Linked DNA regions of Sus scrofa: region 1 is linked to region 2. A link is a contact called in public HiChIP or PLAC-seq data. All regions are on one chromosome and are shown on one strand. The core of a region is the stretch at or near the end of the contact, and the rest is flanking DNA. Distances in the headings are between cores, read along the strand shown. Region 1 has its middle 70 kb from the start of NCK2. Region 2 has its middle 67 kb from the start of NCK2.

Region 1 (4,326 bases), core at 586-3,085, 140 kb before region 2:
CCTCCCCATGCTCCCTGGGAGAGGCCTTGCTGGAGGAAATGTGGTGGCAAAAACGTGGCAGCACGTGGGCAGCAAAGCATCAAACCAGGGGCTGGTCCATCCCAGGCTCTCGGGTCCACAGGTGTTCCTGTTACAGCATCAAAGAGCCCTCTGCTGAGGGGGTTCCTTCTGCGGCCCCCGGAAGCTGGAGACAGCCTGAGTCTGGAATCTAGGCATTTGTGGAATCTGATGGTTCATGACATCCTGTGAAGGTCTGAGTGGTTCCCCAAAGTTGGTCCTTAAGCCAGGGGCCCTGCCAGGAGAGGATGGGCTTCAGGGAATCTGTGACCTGGGGGTGAAAAACATAATTTTTTTTTTCTTTTTATAGCCGTACCTGTGGCATATGGAAATTATTGGACAAATTGCATCTGCAAGCCTACATCATAGCCACAGCAACACCAAACCCAGGCCGGCACCTGTGACCTACATCGCAGCTTGCAGCAATGGTGTAGGATCCTTAACACACTGAGCGAGGCCAGGGATTGAACCCACATCCTCATGGACACTCTATCAGGTCTTTAACCTCATGAGCCACAATGGGAACCCCCAAACCACAACTTTTTTTGGCCACACCTGCGGCACATGGAGTTCCTAGGCTAGGGGTCGAATCGGAGCTACATCTACTGGCTACACCACAGCCACAGCAACACGGGATCTGAGCCGTGTCTGCAACCTACACCACAGCTCGCAGCAGCCCAAATCCTTAACTCACTGATCAAGGCCAGGGATCGAACTCACATTGTCAGTTGGGTTTGTAATCTGGTGAGCCACAACAGGAACTCCCAAACCATACATTTTTATCTTTACTAGCTGTTAACTGAAATAGTGTTTATTTCCATTGGTAAGGTAGGCGGGACAACCCGTGACATTCTCAGCCATCAGACATCCTTGGCCATTAGAGAAATGATCAGGCTCTCCTAGGACATAGCAGTGGTTGCAGGTGGGTTAGAATTTGGGTTACTCTCACTTTCCTTTGAAATTAGGGTGATTATTAGATCTGCTAAAATAACGAACATATGTTATTGCATCTCAAATTCGTCTTTTAAATAATAATTTTCATATTGCATTTTAATCCAATTGCCTAAAACAAAAACCATTTAAAAGCATCCTGAAGAGGCATCCCGGGGTCTCCCCTGCTGACATGGGGAGGGGATGTATGGCACGGAGACTGGGTGCTGTCACATCTGATGATAGAGCTGCTGGGAGCCAGGCTTCGGGCCAGAAATGGTCCACGCAGGCGCCGCAGGAAGTAATTTAATTCTGCTGCCTCGCAGAACTTTGCAGTCATGCAGTGGTGACGAAACATCCCCCAAGTGCCTAGAATAAAATCTTGTCTGGAAGAGAGCTCTAAGAACAATTTTATTTAAATTGGATAAAAGCGTAAGCATTATTTTTGTAAATTTAATTAATTAAACGGTCACCATGGGGAACCATACACATCAGTTTATTATCTAAAAAACACTAATGTAAACAGTGTTCTGGGATTTGTGATTCTTTAATATTTTAGTGATGGGTTTGGGTTGTGGATTCGGTACAGGGGTTTGTAATAATGTTTAGTATCACAAAAGTGTCAGTGACTTTTAAACATCTCTTGCATAAAGGAGCTTGATTTTTTTTGGCTCTCGGGTGTCACAGCAAAATGCCCTCTGGAGTTTTGGGACTGCATCTTTAACTGAAAGATGGTATAAAATAATAGTTTAGAAAAAGCATTGGTGCAGGGAGCTATAAATACCAGCTGCTAGAACTGCCCTTCAGGTGATGGCTGTGGGGGAGGAGCAGTCCTCTAGTATGGACTTGGCTGGAATAGTCGTGATGTTTACCTAATGTCTCAACTGCGACATCTGATCTGCTCTTCGCTGCGCCCCTGCAGCTGCCTTATTCCCGTGGAAACAACCTATTGCCAGCAAAATCTACATTCGAGGAGCTCCCGCTGTGGTGCAGCAGGTTAAGGAGGTGGTGTAGCCACAGCTATAGCATAGGTCACAGCTGCGGCTCGGATGTCATCCCTGGCCCAGAAACTTCCAAATGCCCCAGGTGTGGCCAAAACAAAACAAAACAAAAAAACAAAACAGACAAACAAAAAAAAACAACCAACCTGTGGTTCCAGTGTCGGCACAACAGTGCTCCCCAGCTCTGGGGTTTCCCTTCCACAGAGGCTGAATAATCCAACTCACACTTGCTCACACCTTCCCAGGTGCCCAGGGTTGTCGGGCTCTTGACTGCTGGGTAAAAAGATCTGAAAGTGCACACCAAACACACGACCTGGCTTCCAGAAACTTCTCTTTTCTGGCACTGCTCTTTGTGTCTTTTTTGGTGGAGTTTCTTTCAGTGACACAGGCAGCCTACTAACGAACACTTAGAGATAGTATTTAAAAAGGCAAACAGGGAGTTCCTGTTGTGGCGCAGCAGAAATGAATCTGACTGGGAACCATGAGGTTGAAGGTTTGACCCCTGGCCTCGCTCCGTGGGTTAAGGCTCCGGTATTGCTGTGAGCTGTGGTATAGGTCACAGACATGGCTTGGATCTGGTGTTGCTGTGGCTGTGGTGCAGGCCGGTAGCTGTAGCTCCGATTCGACCCCTACCCTGGGAACTTCCATATGCCACAAGGTGTGGCCCTAAAAAGCAAAAAGACAAAAGGAAAACTCCTCCTGTAATCTTATCATCGATAAAGAGCAACTCTTCATGTTTGTAATTAGTCCTTGCACGTATATGTAGCCATTTGTACCGTTTCAGACTCTTCTAACCCGAGCACGTCCCCACCTTATTAGCTTTGCGATGTTTTCATGTTGCTCCATTGCTGCTGTTGACTTGCCCATTCAGCTCTTGTTCCAGTCGGTGAGGTACCTGTGTGTGCCTTTGGTATTTCTTTTCTTCTGCTGAATCGTCAGCGAAAGGTGGCAGAGCTGAGTGGGTGGTGCCTGTGCTTCTCATACACCTGCCTTAACGCCCTTCTAAGAGGCTGCGCTGGTTCTCAGGGATGTGCAAGTGTCAGTTTCACCCAGAGTGTAAGGACCCTCCCTGCAGGCCTTTGGGAGCCATGTGGCTAAAGGACCTCATCTCATGGAGCAGGGCCAGGCTGGGCCCTGTGGCCAGGCTTGGAGCTTACTTTCCATTGGGTGACCATTCTCTTTTTTTGCCTTTTTTTTTTTTTTTAAAGGGAGCACTGCGGCATGTGGAGTTTCCCAGACTAGGGGTTGAATTGGAGCTGCAGCTGCTGGCCTACACCACAGCAGCGCAGGATCCGAGCCGTGCCTGTGACCTATAGCACAGATCACAACAACACGGGATGCCCAACCCACTGAACGGGGCCAGGGATCGAGCCTGCAACCTCATGGTTACTGGTCGGATTCCCTTGTGCTCTGCCACAACAGGAACTCCAGGGTGGCCATTCTTAAGGGACTCTGTGACAGCATCTGAGCTTCTGGAGTGTCCTGAGCATGTTGTCTCTTTGAGGGTGAATTTGGTTTCTTGGTTTTTGCTTTTGTTTTTTTTTTTTTTTTTTTGGTTTTTTTGTGGCCGCACCCATGGCATATGGAAGTTTCTGGTCCAGGGACCAAATCTGAGCTGCAGCTGTGACCTGTGCCATACCTGCAGCCACACCAACTCCTTAACCTGCTGCACCACAGCGGGAACTCCTTGAATGTAGTTATCGCTGGTAACAGATTGTTCTTTGGAGCCTTGTTTGGGACACAAAGGGGGAGATGCAGCTGGATTAGCCTGGTTTTGGTCACTGGCCAAGTGAGACGGAAGTGATGGGACACCTTGTGTTTTAAAGAGTAATTTGGGGAGTTCCCGTCATGGTGCAGCCGAAACAAATCGGACTAGGAACCATGAGGTTGCAGGTTTGATCCCTGGCTTTGCTCAGTGGGTTAAGGATCCAGCGTTGTCATGAGCTGTGGTGTAGGTCGCAGATGGGGCTTGGATCTGGCGTGGCTGTGGCTGTGGGGTAGGCCAGCAGCTGTAGCTCTGATTGGACCCCTAGCCTGGGAACTTCCATATGCCTTGGGTGCAGCCCTAAAAAGCAAAAATAAATAAATAATAAAGAGTAACCTGATCTTGAAGGGTGTTTTGGGAAAGAGTTGCAAGTATTTTTAGTATGTTTGCCATGCCTAGGAGAAGCAGATGGGAGGGTGTGAGGCTCTGTCTGTGTGTGAGCTCATGGTTGTCCAATAACAAATCTAGGGGCGTTCCCATCGTGGCTCAGCAGTTAATGAACCCAACGAGTATCCATGAGGATGACAAGTATCCCTGAAGATATGGGTTTGATCCCTGGCCCTGCTCAGTGGG
Region 2 (3,966 bases), core at 284-2,783:
TCTCACAGTTTGAGGCTGGGCTCATTTGTGGGAGCTGAAGCCTGGCAGGCCTCCAGGAGGTGGTGGCAAGAGGACGTGGAGCTGCTGCCAGAGGCACGCCCAGGGCTCCCTCCTCAGCCCCCTTCAGTGACTCCAACTGGCCACATCCGCAGGAAGCTAGCATCACTTCGCCCACCCACTGGTGCAAATGGGAGGGGTTTCATTTAGAACCAATCACCTGGCCAGAAAGGCTGAGCCCGAGACACCTACGTTGCTGTGTAAGGACAGCGGAAGTTGTGGACCAGAGCCAGCAGGTGCAGTTGAATTCTAGTCCTGCAGCGCCTGCCTGGTCGTCAAGCCTGCAGTCAGGTCTGCTGGTGGCCCTGAGGGCAGCTCCCAGGGGCTCCTCCTATAACTGCTCCAGCTTTCCTAACCCTTCTGGAAGTCATCGGCAGCCTGTGAGGAACCCCTTTCAGCCTCAACTCGCCCAGTGGATTCTGTCTCTGCAGCGGAACCCTGATGAACACGGCTGCAACGTGGCCGCCTTCCAGGAAAACTAAGGCAAAAGCTGGGCGGCCAAGCTGCAGCCAGGCAGTGAGGCCTGACTGGGGTGGGGACAGATGCTGAGAGCTGAGGTGGCCCCTGCCTCAAGCTTGGCCTGGGCTAGGGTCTGGAGCAAGCACTGGCCTGGACCTGGCAGCCCAGTAGTCCCCACAACTGGGCAAGAAGGCATGAATCAGGGCCCCTCTGGGCTGTGAGAGTGAATGCTAGGTTATCAGGCCTGGCAAGAAGCCAGCATCCCCACTTTGCAGGAGAAGAAAGTGGGTGGTGACAGACATATTTAGAATTACAGGGAACTGCATCTTAAACGCCCTGACTAGCTTCTGGGCCCTGCGGAGTCTTAGTCAGCTGTGCTCAGAACGCTGTTGCAGAGGGACTCCAGGAACGGTTCTTCGATGGAATATATTTTATCCAAAATTGGAGACCCCCCCCTGCAAGCCCATGTATTCGGAGCCATCACCAGACGTGAGAATCACCTCGAGGCCAGTAAGAAGCACAGTTACTGGAAGCCCGGCGAGAGCAGCGCCAGGAAATCTAACAGAAGCCTTGTGACCATTTTCTGTGTGTCACACCAACGTGGACCAGATTTATGCTGATCGGTGAAGTGCTTCGCCAAGTCAGGCTGTTTAATTATAACAGGGTAGTGGTGCACGTTCCATCAAGTGTTTGTGTTACATTCGAAAACCCTGGAAATGGAAATGAAGAGCCTCGCGCAGGAATGCACTTACTCCAGGGAGACCCTCGACGCTGAGCAGACCAGCAATTACTCATTTTCCTTTGAATTCATTTCTGTGATGGAAACACAAAAAGTGACTTCAAGAAGGAAAACCGCTGCCTGGAAAAATCTGGCAAGTTTTCTCGCAAGAACTGAATCGCTCTTTTGTTTCCTGAGCTGCAATATGAGATTGTCAGCTGAAACTGACTCTCTGCTGCGTTAGCACAGCGACAGCCCTGCTTCGAGACCAAGGAGGCTGTGCCTCCGGCAGTGGCCCTGCCCTTGCACGGGACACGGAGGAGAAGGGGAAGCAGGCCCCCCAAGGGCGGGGCACTGCCAGCTCAGGATGATGGAGGAGATTCGAAGAGAACAGGGTTCTTCAACAGATGTTGTGTCCAGCATGAATCAGCATCAGTTTTCAGGAAGATTAAAAAAACAAAAAGGAGGGAGATCCCATTGTGGCCCAGCAGAAACACATTTGACTAGTGTCCATGAGGATGTGGGTTTGATTCCTAGCCTCGCTCAGTGGGTTAAGGATCTGGCATTGCTGTGAGCTGTGGTGTAGGTCACAAACATGGCTCGGATCCCTCATTGCTGTGGCTGTGGTGTAGGCTGGCGGCTACAGCTCCAATTCTACCCCTAGCCTGGGAACCTCCATACATCGCAGGTTTGGCCTTAAAAAAAACAAGAAAAGAAAGAAAGAAAGAAAGAAAGAAAGAAAGAAAGAAAGAAAGAAAGAAAGAAAAAGAAAGAAAGAAAGAAAGAAAAATGAATTCAATCAATGAAGCTGGGCCTTTTTTTTAAAATCCAAATCAACCAGTTTGGTCCATATGTACAGATCCAGAAGGAGCTTGTCTTTCTGGCCTACACTTAACCTGGCACAGCAAACCTGCTCTGTTTAATAAATGATTGTTAAGTGATGGTGAAACCCAGACGGAGCTAAGAGTAAGAAAATCATGGGGTGGGAGTTCCTGTCTGATTAGGAACCATGAGGTTGTGGGTTCAATCCCTGGCCTCACTCAGTGGGTTAAGGATCTGGCATTGCCGTGAGCTGTGGTGTAGGTTGCCGACATGGCTCAGATCTGGCGTTGCTGTGGCTGTGGTGTAGACCGGCGGCTACAGATCCATTTCAACCTCTAGCCTGGGAACCTCCATATGCCGTGGGTGCAGCCCTATAAAAGACAAAAAAAAAAGAAAAGAAAAGAAAATTGTGGGGTGGACAGGCCAGCCTATCACCTATCAGTGGCATTTGTTTTTTTGAAAAAATGGTCCGTGTGTGGGACCCTGAGCTTGGAAGCCAGTGGCAGCAGCTGTAAGCTTCGCTGTAACCTGATGAGTATTCCTGAGGGAACACAGTGTAGTTGGGGGTGAGGGGGTCAGGACTGGGGTGGAAGGTCACAGCAGCCAGTGTTAGCAAAATGGATTGAAGAAAACGATCTTCTTGGACCCCTTCCAGCCAAACCAGCCTGGCCTGCGGGGAGCTCCCTGCAACCAGCCACAGAGACGTTTGTCCTCCATACCGGGAGGACCAGAACCCAGATATGAAATAATATGAATGATTATTGACTAAGGTCTACAGTTTGTTTTTTTTTGGGTTTTTTTTTGTTGTTGTTTGTTTTTTTTTATGGCCACACCCGAGCATATGGAGGTTCCCAGGCTAGGGGTAGAATTGGAGCTGTATCTGCCAGCCTATACCACAGCCACAGCAACGTCAGATCTGAGCCATGTCTGCAACCTACACCACAGCTCACGGCAACTCCAGACCCTTAACCCACTGAGCAAGGCCAGGGATCAAACCTGCGTCCTCATGGATGCTAGTCAGATTCATTTCCTCTGAGCCACGACAGGAACTCCATTATTGACTAAGGTCCTTAATCCAACACTCTGCAAATCTTAAAGCTGTCTGTTGGAAGTGGATTATACTTTTCTGCAGAGTTTCAACAAATGAGGCGTTGACAGAGGCTCTCTCTGTGGCCCCAGGACCTTCCTGGAGGCAGCCACCGTCCCTGGCTGGCCAGAGAGGTGGAGGGGAGCAGGCAGCTGAGGCCCTCAACCACTGCCTTATCTTTCCATCAAACACTCTTACTTTCCATATGAAAGGTAGTTATTTCTGTGGGGAGTCTGGCTCTTAAACCACATCCAGCAGTTTATCATTCCCTTTCTTCTTCAAGTATGCGGTTGGGGCGTTGGCCCCTGCTTAGCAAGGACTGAATTTTGTGTCACATCGAGGTCTGAATCCTCCGGGTGAGCTCAGGGACCTCGGGTGAACAGGACTTTCTCCAGGGTCTGCTCCTTGTTGTCACCTCAAGGAATTACAGAGGTTCTTGTCTCAGGGAGGGAGGCTTGCTCAGTAGAAGGGGCTCAGATAAGAGACCCAGCCTGCGCCGCTGGAGGGAGAAGCCTGTGGCTTCCCCAAAGGAGGGCACTGGACCAAAACCGACATCCTTTTTTTTTTTTTCCAGCTGCACCTGCAGCACATGGAAGTTCCAGGGCCAGGGACTGAATCCAAGCCAGATCCTTCACACGCACCACAGCGGGAACTCCCAGCACCTCCATCCTTGAGACTTCACCCCAAATTGCCACCTCCCTCTCCCCAGAGAGTTTACAGCCCTGAAGAGCATGTGGCCAAGAAAGCGGGCCTGGGCTTTTCCCCTCTGAAAGAGGAGGAAAGATAAAAGCACTCAGGGCTGAGCTGGCCTCATTCGCCCCCG

What was found. HiChIP or PLAC-seq counts read pairs in DNA pulled down with a chosen protein or histone mark.
Region 1: a contact with region 2 is called in an H3K27ac HiChIP or PLAC-seq map of skeletal muscle. The contact joins two enhancer-like sites. A contact is called at or near these places in 2 of 47 Hi-C or Micro-C datasets (both in liver) and 1 of 2 datasets of contacts at active chromatin or transcription factors (skeletal muscle).

What each region holds. Positions count from the first base shown.
Region 1 is chr3:49,176,655-49,180,980 of Sscrofa11.1, reverse strand. It overlaps a transcript of NCK2 not described here. Among named protein-coding and RNA genes, the nearest start is that of NCK2, 70 kb to the right of the region's middle. Within about 2 kb of position 1,835, at least 4 of the 83 cell types and tissues checked have an H3K27ac peak or open chromatin away from gene starts, as enhancers often do. A contact at or near this core is called in skeletal muscle, where this site is marked.
Region 2 is chr3:49,040,203-49,044,168 of Sscrofa11.1, reverse strand. No RefSeq gene overlaps it. Among named protein-coding and RNA genes, the nearest start is that of NCK2, 67 kb to the left of the region's middle. Within about 2 kb of position 1,533, at least 14 of the 83 cell types and tissues checked have an H3K27ac peak or open chromatin away from gene starts, as enhancers often do. A contact at or near this core is called in skeletal muscle, where this site is marked.